Linked DNA regions of Mus musculus: regions 1, 3 and 4 are each linked to region 2. Evidence: chromatin contacts called from public promoter capture Hi-C data. All regions are on one chromosome and are shown on one strand. The core of a region is the stretch at or near the end of the contact, and the rest is flanking DNA. Distances in the headings are between cores, read along the strand shown.

Region 1 (2,700 bases), core at 6-2,505, 240 kb before region 2:
CCTTCTGTCCTGGGCCATCAGTTGCAACTGAGGCTGCACCTTCACCACTGGCCCCATGGCCTCTCTCAGTGCCGAGCCTCAGCTGCTCTGCGTGACCCCTTCATGCCTACAAAACCAGTGCCACCTGGGTGACTCTTACACATTACCAAGTCCAGCCACAGCACAAGGTACAACCTTGGCTATCTCTGGAACACAGCCTCTTTGTGCTCTCAGAAAACACTTCCCAGAAGATTTCACCTCAGTGATGCTGGTCTCTTCTTAATCACGGCTAATTTCTTAGCTCCAGCTAACCAGCATCAGTAGTCCCAGTAATGCAAAGTTTTCTCTTTGTTTTGTTTTTGTTTTGTTTTTTTCGAGACAGGGTTTCTCTGTATAGCCCTGGCTGTCCTGGACCTCACTTTGTAGAGCAGGCTGGCCTCGAACTCAGAGATCCACCTGCCTCTGCCTCCCAAGTGCTGGGATTAAAGGCGTGTGCCACCACTCCCGGCTTCAAAGTTTTCCCTTTAATAGTTCTGGTATCTTGTTAATCACAGCTGATTCTTCAGCCCCAACTAACTAAAACCACAGAATCTTCACAATCAAAACAGCAATGGCCCTGAAAAGAGTCTTTAATCTTCTCTGGAATTTCACAAGCCAGACCTCCATCTTCTGCACTGTTCTCAACATTATCTTCCAGCCTCCTACACAACATCCCACAGAGCTTTTAACACCGAATGGATCTTCTAGCTCAAAGTTCCAAAGTCCTTCCACAGTCCTCCCCCAAACATGGTCAGGTTGTCACAGGAATACCCCACTATGCTGGTACCAAAATGGAACAGATCTAGCAGGATGCTGAGCGCCACAGAACACCAGCTACCACTGAAGATGAAGTTGGGATGGTCCTTGTAACGCTCACCCCGGGAAAAGAGAACCTGGGAAGGGACCAAGAGGTGGCTTTGACCCCTGTCCCCCAAAGCTTTCAAGACCCTATTCTTAGAAACAAGCACTCTAGTGTAACACTCTCACCATGTCTCCACATCCAAACCGTTTGCTTCCGGCTTTCCAACACTAAAGGCCATGCGGCACCGAGGGATACTGAAGGCTCAGCCTTCTGACAGTCTGCTCCGGCTCTAGCCCTGGGATGAACGCCAATAATGGGCTTTCCAGCAAGGCACTCACCTTTAGATAGGGGACACCAGGGTGACTGAGACACTACACAGGCCGTGGGGCGGGCCCTAGAAAGCGTGCTCCTCCCACTAAGTCAAGTTTACGGAACAGAGCTGCCAGGCCCGACGCGCCGTGGCAGCCGACTCCATTCGTCGGAACCAGCCGTGCTTGAATCTGTCTGGGCGCGCCATGTTCGCGCGTGGGTCCCGGAGGCGCCGCTCTGGGCGTGCGGTGAGCAGGGCTCAGGACAGTGGTGGGGGTCAGGGGTAAACTAAGATCCAGGCGAGGGGGGCAGGGCACCGGGACAGAGGGGAGGCACCCTAAGGGAGGATCTGGGAACTCCCTTCCCCAGCTTTCCCAGACTGGGGCACAGAGACTGAAGTAGAATCCTGGATGCAAAAACGTGTAGATATGGTGGCTCAAGCCCCTAACACGCCTCATACTTTTATCACTGTTGCAATCTGGGGATGCCCCCCTTATCTGTGAATTAATCTGAAAGGTGAAAAGAATAGGGGCTTGAGATTTGAGGTTGAGCAAGAGTGGGGTATCCTGAGTGTCTGATTAAGGGACCTCATACATTGAAGGACTGTAGAGTGAAAGTGGGGGTCCTTCATCCCTGGGTACCAAGAGTCAATGAACTAAGATTTAGGATCAGAAGAATTTCAGGTTTCCATCGGAGTCTGGAAGCTGACCTCCTAGATAGGATGGTGTCTCTCTTGTTTTGAAAGATCTTTAACCAAGAAAGGTGGAATCTGGACCAAAAAAGAGAGTAGTCCTAAACTATGACGGGTAAAGAGAAAGATTTCTTGGGCTAGGGCTTTCTGAATGGAGCAGGGATGGCCTGCGGTCCTCAGGTAGGAGAGATGGAGCCAGGGTTTGGGGGAGGGGCGGGAGAACTTCTGAGGGAATGGCATTGCCCAGAGTCCATGAGGGATCCCAGGGAAAGGAGAGGTTCTCAGACGCCTGCCCTGTGGGACTGGAGTGCTGCTGGAGCCCTGGATATTGAAGGGAGACTTGGGAGGGAATGCCCAGACTAGGGTCTCTGCTCTAGTAGGTAGAGGACTCTCTCTCTGACAGACCTGTCTGAGAACTAAAGAGGGACAGACCAGCCCAGACAGAAGAATTCCCTGGAAAGGGAATACAGGAAAGTAGTCTCAGCTGCCCTGCCTCTGATTTGAATGCTTCCTCCTCCCCCGCGCTCCAGGCGCGGTCTCAGCCTGCCCAGCGCTGCCCCCAGTAAGACAGGCCCCAGCCTGCGGTTGTGAGCCTGGGAGTGGAGTAGCAGGCGTTGACTTCTTCCTCCCTCCTCCCACACCTTATTTCTTCTTGCATCTGCTCCCACCCACCACAGCCTCCAGAGGCAGAGGACCCTGCCCGCGGCCAGCCTTGCAATTCCTGCAGGGAACAGTGCCCAGGCTTCCTGCTGCATGGCTGGAGGTAAGTGACCCTAGCCTTTGTCAGAGATCCGCCCCATTGCTTGAGCTCCGCCCACAGAGAGCTCAGTTGGGAAAGAAGCCTCAAAGTTCTTTCCAGGGCCCCGCCCCTGACTCATTC
Region 2 (2,700 bases), core at 158-2,657:
GTACCTCTGCTGAGGTAAACATAGAGCATCAGCATCCTGTCACTGTATTTGGCACATAGGAGACTGCAGGATAGATCAGATGCCTTTTTGGACCCTTAATCCTAGCATTAGGAAAGCGGAGACAGGCAGATCTTGATGAATGCAAAGCCAGCCTGATATACAGAATGGGTCCCAGGCCTGCCAGAAGTACAGAATGAGACCATGTCTCAAACATTAATTAGTTAAATACCATGCAGTCATGGGTTTATTTTACTTATTTTCTGATACACACACATATATATACACATATATACATGTGTACATACACACACAGACACATGTATATCTGGCCTAGAATTCAGTATGTAAACCAGGCTGTCTCCTGTGATCCCTTTTACCTGCCCCAGCCATGCTGGGGACTACAGATGAATGCCACCATACTTATGTCTATTTGTTTTTTATTTTTTGAAGACTGGGTCTTGCCAAATTGCCATGTCTGGCCTTGACCTCCTGGACTCAAGCCATGTTTGTAGCTCAGCCTCCTTAGTACCTGAGATATTTGTACCTGCCACCGTGTCCACTTGATTCATGACTTAAATTAAAGCTATCCCTCCAGCCTTACACTTCACACAGCACCCACCAACCACGAAGAAGTAATGAATATCAGAAAAAATTATATTGACAACGAGATGCCTGCCAGGCCATGCAAGATACCAAGTATCAAAACCAAGGTGCCAGTCAAGGAGATATACTTCAATAGAGCGCATCCAAGAGCTCTGGTCTAACCCCAGCAGTACAAGGGGGCGGGGGAAGATGCACACTAGGACGGCAGAAGATGGCAGAGCACTTACTTAGCAAACACCTAGGTTCGACAGGGGCGGGAGGGGGCGGAGAAAAGGGGGAATAAAGAATAGAATAAACAGCAGAACGTCTATTAACACTGGCACATGATAGATGCATCTGCTTTTAGTTTTCTCACCCGGCTCCAGATGTTTGAGGATGCCCCTCTTCGCCAAGCGGGTCTGCAGCGCAACAGGAAGCGGCATAGTGGGTAGCTGACCAGACCTAGAAACAGACAAGACAGTACTGAAGGGCAGATCTGATTAACATTTCAATCTGGATAGCCAGTAACCACGCGTGTGTTCACACACACACACACACACACACACACACACACACACACACACACACACACACACCTACGTAACTGCAACAGTAGCTGGAAGAGAACAAAAATGCGTGCTAAAAGATAAAAGAGATATGTAGCAATATGGCCAGAATTAGGATCAGCAGAACTCTCCGGACCCAGGCACTGGAGACCGGATGGACCAAAGACCCAGTTCCTCTCTAGACCAAGGCTCCACCCATCACCCAAGGGACCAAGTGCCACACACCCGCAACCCAGAAATGGGATCACCCAACGTTCCTCAAAGTCCGCACGGTGGGCGGAACCAAGGCGCTAGGATGGGGGAGATACAATGCCAACGCCATCTCCAGCTTTAAAAGAAAGCTTACACCCCAGCCTTACCAGTACAACTGTGCGATTAGTCAAAGTCTATCTCCTTACCCTCCTCTCCCTCATTGGCACAGTGCTTACCAACACCGAAGGGCTCTTGGTTTAAAGCACAACAGGCTCCTCGACTCTCCCCAGGTGCAATTAACTGGTCGCATCCGACGCTTACATGGAACGGATGTGGCCCTTCTGGCTAGCCAATAAGAGCGCGCCGTTGGCCTTACGTAAGCAGAGAAGAACCAATTGTTCCCTTGGTCTACGTACAGCGCCTCAGAGCTTGTGGGCGTTTCGGAGCGGGAGGGGGACGGGGGGAGTGTCTCGCCCGCGCCACCGACTGCGCCAGGCCGGACTCTGGCGCCATGGAGGAGTACGCTCGCGAACCTTGGTACGGCGATGGGCACAGGCTTCGGGACAGTCCGCGCGACGCTCAGGCGGACAACGGGAGGCGGGCGGGGAAGGCAGGGGCTGCAGTGTCAAGTCCCTGACCCGGGAGGCTCGGAAACTTCACTGCCTCTGCGCATCCGGCATGGCCCCTCCCACTCGGACTTCGTCAAAAAACCGCCACCGTGGAGTGTCCCAGTATGTGCGGTGTGGGACAAACTATCGCACTGTTGCCCTGGCTCTTCTCCTAGACCCCCTTTGTGAGCCAAAAGAGAAACGCTGGGCAGATCCATTCCGGCGGTGAGGGAGGAGAGGCGTGGAGCCAATATCCACAGGGTTTCTTCGTGTCGCTTTTCTCAGGCTGGCTTTTGACATAGGATAGGGCATGTGTGAACTCACTGTGGGCTAAGCCAGATGGCACCTGGCTTTTCCGCACGGTCTTTTGATTTGTCCGATTTAGGTTTTAAAAGGACACAAGGGTTTCTCTGGACGTGCTTTTTGTGTCGAACCGAGTGTCAGTCACCCTGTTTATATTTTACTTAAATAACGTTTGCTAGTTAACACTATTGAAGCCTGACACGACAACTCCCCCCCCCCCCTCCCAGACACGGTTACTCTGTGGTGTAGCCCTGGCTGTCCTGGAACTCACTCTGTAGTCTTGAACTAAGAAATCCTCCTGCCTCTGCCCCCCAAGTTCTGGGATTAAAGGCGTGAACCACCCCTGCCAGGCACATGACAACTCTTACTGATTTTTGATAGTAACAAAAACCATTTTGTTTTTGGCTCCTGGTTCTAGGATTTGAGGGACTCTGTTCTTCAAATCTAGT
Region 3 (2,700 bases), core at 169-2,668, 140 kb before region 2:
ATTTATTTATTTATTTATTTATTTATTTATTCTATGTAAGTACACCATAGCTGTCTTCAGACACCCCAGAAGAGGGAGTCAGATCTCACTACGGATGGTTGTAAGCCACCATGTGGTTGCTGGGATTTGAACTCAGGACCTTCGGAAGAGCAGTCGGGTGCTCTTACCCGCTGAGCCATCTCATCAGCCTGCATCCTTGCTTTTTCTTCCAGGAGTACTCGTATCTCAGACCATTCTGCAACTCACTGTGTAGCTAAGGATGATCTGGACCAACAAATTCTCTGCTGTTCATGTCCCTCCTCCTGTGATGACAGAGTTGTCCCACCATACTCCCACACCCGCTGTCATAAATTTTCTCCTGCTCCAACTGATGGTCTCAGGATGCTGGGAAGTAGGATGGGAGAAGTGGTGGGCTCTGGTGTTTTATGAACTACGTGTACCTGTTGGTGTCAGTGGAACTTCTGTGTCTGCGTCACCCTGCATTTATCTGCCGCACACAGGCTCCTCCTAAATGATTGATCAAGCAAACAAGTGAGCAAATCGATTAAGGTTGGGAAATTTCTTGTATGCAAAACAGCTTGCCTGCCTTTTTCCTTATTTATATATCTCTTATCCTCATAACTTTGCCAACACAGTTTATGGCCCCATTTGCCAGGGCAGGAACGTGGAGGCGCAGAGTGGAGCAGGTCTTCTGCATTATTCAAATAGTTCATTTTGATTATAGAAGTCATTCTCTGGAAACCAGATCTAATTACCATCCGTCCACTCATTCATCCATCTGTCAAAAGCTTCATTGACCGTCTATTGCGTAGTACAACGATCATAGTACAACAAATACTTTAGATAACAACAAAAAAGGCTGAGCTCTTTCTGGAAGACCAGCTCCGTGGCTGGACTGTGGGTACCAAAAGGGCAGGGTTTCAGCACCACCTTTAAGGAATGTCGGTGCCTCACTCAAAGTGGCTTGAGAAGACATGGGTACCAAGAAGTTGGGGTGCGGGCTGGGAAGATCCAGGGCTAAGAGCCGGCATGGTTCCGCTAAAAAAAAAAAAAAAAAAAAAAAAAAACCTTGGCATGGAGACTTTCCACGCAGGTGCAGAAAACCCAAGACTCAGCTTAATATCTTGCTGGGGATGGGGATTGGGGCTGGGGGGCATGAGGATGGTGTGGATAATTTGAGGGAGGGGGTGTGGCTCAGGAAGCTACGTAAAAATGAAGGCGTGGCTCAACCAAATCACTCCTCTCCTATTTGCTTCCGCCTCCCGGGGCGTGGCCTAAAGGCCCTTTTCCGAAGGGCGGGCCGAAGCCGGTGTTCCCTACCGCTCGAAGTCGTGGCTTAGGGCGGGCTCTCCAATCTCCCGGCTGCAACTGGCTGCCTTGCTCAGGAGGTATGGCCCAACCAGACTTCCATCCCCAGTGTGGTCACTTCCTGTGGAGTTTCCCCAGCCCAAGGAGGAGGGGGAAGAGGACGAGAGGGAGGCGAGCGGTCGTTCGGGGTTAGGTTGGGGGGTGTCGGTCCGTTCAGGGCGGGTGATGACTCACGGCCCATCCCATCTTCCCGACGCCGCCCGCCCACGCAGTGCTAGCTCCATGGCTTAACGGAGGAGGCAGCGGCAAACAGGGGGAGGGGGACTCTTATTTTGTTAGGGGGACCGGGCCAAGGCCCGACCGGCCTGGCAGGGCTCGCCCGGAGCCGGGCGTCATGTCTCATGCAGCCGAGCCAGCTCGGGACGCCGTAGAGGCCAGCGCGGAGGGCCCTCGAGCCGTGTTCCTGCTATTGGAAGAGCGCAGGCCAGCTGAGTCGGCCCAGCTGCTCAGGTGCGGGGCCACCTCTGGGGCCGGGAGTGACAACTGAGGTTCCCCGGGGACTCATCTCAGGACACGGGGGGTCCTCGACTGGGGTTGGAGACTCTTGGCCTAGGCTTGAAGGACGTCGGAGTGCCCATCTTGGGTGGGCGCCTCAGAAATCTGGTACTGATCTGCTTGGATAGACGCTTACAGGAGTAGTGGGAGTGCGTGAGGAGGGCAGAGTCATATTTGGGGGGGTGTCTTTGCTGGGTCTAGCGGGGCAGATCGTGGAGTATACAGAAACTGGTTTGCTGTAGTTGAACTTGGAAACTGATTAAAAGCTGAATTGGGGATTGTTGACTCGGTCGCGGAGGGATGAATGTGAGGGCATACATACTGTCAGGTGAGGCACTGATTTTAAGGAAATCCTGGGGTTTCCCCCCTCCCCCTTTTAGTGTGTGTGGGGGGAAAATTCAGGGAGGCAGAGGTGTTATTTGGGGCACCTAGTGATTCCCAGTAGCCGGTGCTGTGTTTTTGGGAATAGCACGAGTCTAAAGGAGTTAGGGGGAGGTCTCCGATCTGCCGGGAGTGTGTGTGAATAATTGAGCGAAGCAACTTGCTGGGCCCAATCGGTTCACTGTTGCTACCCCGCTCAGCTGGCGTCTGTACAGAAAGGCCGAGATAGTGGAAACCCCTCTTGTCTTATCCAATGGGTGATAAAATGTGATGCGGCAGGGCACACTGGAAAGATACAGTTCACTTTTTAGGCGTGGGGGGTTGGGGGGAGGCCTAGAGCCTTATATGGAAGCCCAGAGGAGGGTCTTGTTTCTGTTGCCACTCGCCCTAGCCTTGCAGCCAAGCCGGCCCTGCCCACTCCCTACCCACACACCCCCTCTTCCTTTTATTTCGCCC
Region 4 (2,700 bases), core at 152-2,651, 170 kb before region 2:
CATTAACTTCAGCCACGACTCCTCCTTCCTCTGTGCTTCCAGTGACAAGGGCACTGTCCACATCTTCGCTCTTAAAGACACCCGCCTTAACCGCCGCTCTGCGTGAGTATCTTCACCCTCCTATCCCAATCCCTCTGGCCGCGTGACATGCCTGGACTTACCAAACGCTGCCAACAGGCTGGCTCGTGTGGGCAAAGTGGGACCTATGATTGGGCAATACGTGGACTCTCAGTGGAGCCTGGCCAGCTTTACTGTGCCTGCTGAGTCAGCCTGCATCTGCGCCTTTGGTCGAAATACTTCCAAGAATGTCAATTCTGTAATTGGTGAGTGACAGCAGCCCCTTGATTTGTGGTACTAAGTGGGTAAAGGACTACAGGTCCCCTAAAAGAATTTAAGGGCTATCAGAGCTGGAGGAAACTGGAACATGATGCCATTAGTAAGGGGTGTGGCACTTGGGGAGGGCCCTGGAGTTAGACCATTAGCCCCAGTGGGACACCCGAGGGGATTGGGGTATGTGGCTGGGCACCTAACCTTTCACAACACCTTCACCACCACCACCACCACCACCACCACCCCCCAGCCATCTGTGTAGATGGGACCTTCCACAAATATGTCTTCACTCCTGATGGAAACTGCAACAGAGAGGCCTTTGACGTGTACCTTGACATCTGTGATGACGAGGACTTCTAAAGCATCCTGGCAGCTGTACTGGGAACCTACAGTACCGATGGCCGGCCGAACTGAGTCTTGAGGGTGTTGAACCAGCCAGCAAGCATAAATGAGCCTTTCACTCTGCATCAAACACAGCTGTGTCTAAATAAACAGCTCGCTTCCACGAGCACTTTTTGTGACTGGAGTGCTAAAGGCCAGAGGACAGCTTAGTCTGTCCCTGGGCCTCCTAGTCTGGAAAACACCAGGGACCCAAAGGGATTATACTAATCCAACCTAAGGATTTAAAAATAATGGTTACCAGGAGATAGTCTCTGTAATGTATATGAATAAAAGGCCTTTGAGTGGCATTTATGACTTGACCTCAAGGGTGGGGCGTGCTTTCCCGGGCGCAGCGTAACCTTCTAGGAACCTGTCGGGAAGTGGAAGCCAGCTTGGGATCTGACTTCCTAGTTTTAGCATATTCATTGTTGAGTCAACCCCAGCCTGTACTGTCCGGTGGTGCCCCGCCCAGGGGTAAAGAGTTTTGAGCTGCTCGCCGCGTGGCGACGCTTGGTTTCCCAGCAGTCTCTGCTACCCGAGTTGGTAGTTTCTGGTCACATTCATGTTTGCAGCTGCGCAGTATGCATACGTTGCTAGTCGGCGGCTCCCTAGACTCCATTTCCCAATGTGCCTCACGGTGCTGTGAGTGATAACTGGGTGTTGTAGTCTCGCCGCCCTTCGGGCTGGTCCAGCAACCCGCAGGATGTCGGAGGTGCGGCTGCCACCGCTGCGCGCCCTAGACGACTTTGTCCTGGGGTCTGCGCGCCTGGCGGCTCCTGATCCAGGCGATCCACAACGATGGTGTCACCGCGTCATCAACAACCTCCTCTACTACCAAACCAATTACCTTCTCTGCTTTGGCATCAGTCTTGCGCTGGCCGGGTGAGGGAGGGAGGTAGCGATTGGCTGAAGATACTAGCGGGACGCAGGGTGGGCTTGCGGGTCTTTGAGAAGGAGGGGGATCTAAGGGAAATGCTAGACTGAGTAGTGTGAGTTCGGGAGAATATGAAGGTCTGGGGGGCATGGGTGGAAAAATTTGAAGGAAGCAGATCTTTGTTATAAGGAGGGCCATGGAGGTGGGATGGGGGAGGTGTCTGGAGGAAAGACACAGGACCTGGGTAGAAAAGGGAGGAGGGCTGAGGTGGAGTGTGGGCTAGGAAGTGGACTCTGGACTTAAGGAAGGACTGATATGGGGATGTGAGAGTACCTAAGAGGTTCAGCGATATGAGTGGCAGATTAGGGGAGCCCTGGAAGGGTTAATCCAGAGGTGGAGGTGTAGTAAAGTCAGGGCTTGGGAAGGGAGCTGGTAGAGAAGCTGCTCCTATTGGGCCCAGAGGGAAGACCTACTAGACTCGAGAAGCTTGCGGCCAAAAACAGACGATCTAGAAGAGGGACTTGGGCAGGGTTGTGAGAGTGGGACTGAAACCAAGCAACTGGGGGAGGGTGGCTCTATAAAAAACTAGGGTAGTGGGGGGCCTTTGGAAGGAGAATGACACCTGGAAGGTGCCTACATCTGACTGCAGGATGGGGGATCTGCCAGGGTTAAAATCAACGTAGAGGAATATGGGAGCAGATGTAGGAATACCAGAAAGAAATCCTGCAGATTGAAAGGCAAAGACCAGAGAAGTGTTGGCAGCCTAGGACCTCTAGCAGGAAGTGAGGGTCTGGTAGGATTGTAGGATCGAAGAGGAACTGAGAGTCCACAGGAATTGCTGGAGTGGAGAGGGGCCTGGTGAGACTATGCCGGGATGCTAATTCCAGAAACAGGGAACAAATCTCTTGGGGTCCAGAATTGGATGTACAATGAGGCTAGCTGAGTGCTCTTGTTCCTGCAGGTACATTCGTCCGCTGCACACCCTCCTGAGTGCACTGGTAGTGGTGGTGGCCCTCGGGGTGCTGGTGTGGGCTGCTGAAACCCGTGCAGCTGTGCGCCGCTGCCGTCGCAGCCACCCTGCTGCCTGCCTGGCTGCAGTGCTTGCCATTAGCCTC

The links. Promoter capture Hi-C pulls out the DNA fragments that hold promoters and counts their contacts. Capture Hi-C pulls out chosen DNA fragments and counts their contacts.
Region 1: a promoter capture Hi-C map of adipose tissue shows a contact between it and region 2. The contact joins the promoter of Prickle3 here to the promoter of Pqbp1 in region 2. A contact is called at or near these places in 8 of 39 promoter capture datasets (the 3T3-L1 cell line, the C10 cell line, fetal liver and 4 more) and 2 of 9 other capture datasets (adipose tissue and liver).
Region 3: a promoter capture Hi-C map of erythroid cells shows a contact between it and region 2, with 2.6 times the contacts expected there. The contact joins the promoter of Tfe3 here to the promoter of Pqbp1 in region 2. A contact is called at or near these places in 21 of 39 promoter capture datasets (the 3T3-L1 cell line, 3T3-L1-derived adipocytes, the C10 cell line and 14 more), 10 of 484 Hi-C or Micro-C datasets (the G1E-ER4 cell line, the HPC-7 cell line, Sertoli cells and 4 more), 14 of 115 datasets of contacts at active chromatin or transcription factors (the 230-238 cell line, effector CD8 T cells, embryonic stem cells and 5 more) and 3 of 9 other capture datasets (adipose tissue, liver and pancreatic islet).
Region 4: a contact with region 2 is called in a promoter capture Hi-C map of pancreatic islet. The contact joins the promoter of Praf2 here to the promoter of Pqbp1 in region 2. A contact is called at or near these places in 15 of 39 promoter capture datasets (the 3T3-L1 cell line, the C10 cell line, the HPC-7 cell line and 10 more), 6 of 484 Hi-C or Micro-C datasets (B cells, the G1E-ER4 cell line, embryonic stem cells and 1 more), 6 of 115 datasets of contacts at active chromatin or transcription factors (effector CD8 T cells, embryonic stem cells, extraembryonic endoderm stem cells and 1 more) and 3 of 9 other capture datasets (adipose tissue, liver and pancreatic islet).

What each region holds. Positions count from the first base shown.
Region 1 is chrX:7,656,124-7,658,823 of GRCm38.p6, forward strand. Prickle3 (prickle planar cell polarity protein 3) reads left to right here and starts at 1,256. Exons shown (of 9, transcript NM_001290624.1): 1 at 1,256-1,377; 2 at 2,498-2,583. The coding sequence starts at 1,336.
Region 2 is chrX:7,897,593-7,900,292 of GRCm38.p6, forward strand. It overlaps Pqbp1 (polyglutamine binding protein 1), which reads right to left and starts at 1,408. Exons shown (of 7, transcript NM_019478.4): 1 at 1,179-1,408; 2 at 959-1,044. The coding sequence starts at 1,025. It overlaps Timm17b (translocase of inner mitochondrial membrane 17b), which reads left to right and starts at 1,744. Exons shown (of 6, transcript NM_011591.5): 1 at 1,744-1,877. The coding sequence starts at 1,852.
Region 3 is chrX:7,761,243-7,763,942 of GRCm38.p6, forward strand. Tfe3 (transcription factor E3) reads left to right here and starts at 1,419. Exons shown (of 10, transcript NM_172472.3): 1 at 1,419-1,818. The coding sequence starts at 1,703.
Region 4 is chrX:7,727,170-7,729,869 of GRCm38.p6, forward strand. It overlaps Praf2 (PRA1 domain family 2), which reads left to right and starts at 1,402. Exons shown (of 3, transcript NM_138602.4): 1 at 1,402-1,593; 2 at 2,547-2,700. The coding sequence starts at 1,415. Wdr45 (WD repeat domain 45) reads left to right here. Exons shown (of 11, transcript NM_001290792.1): 9 at 1-102; 10 at 178-323; 11 at 581-1,032. The coding sequence ends at 690.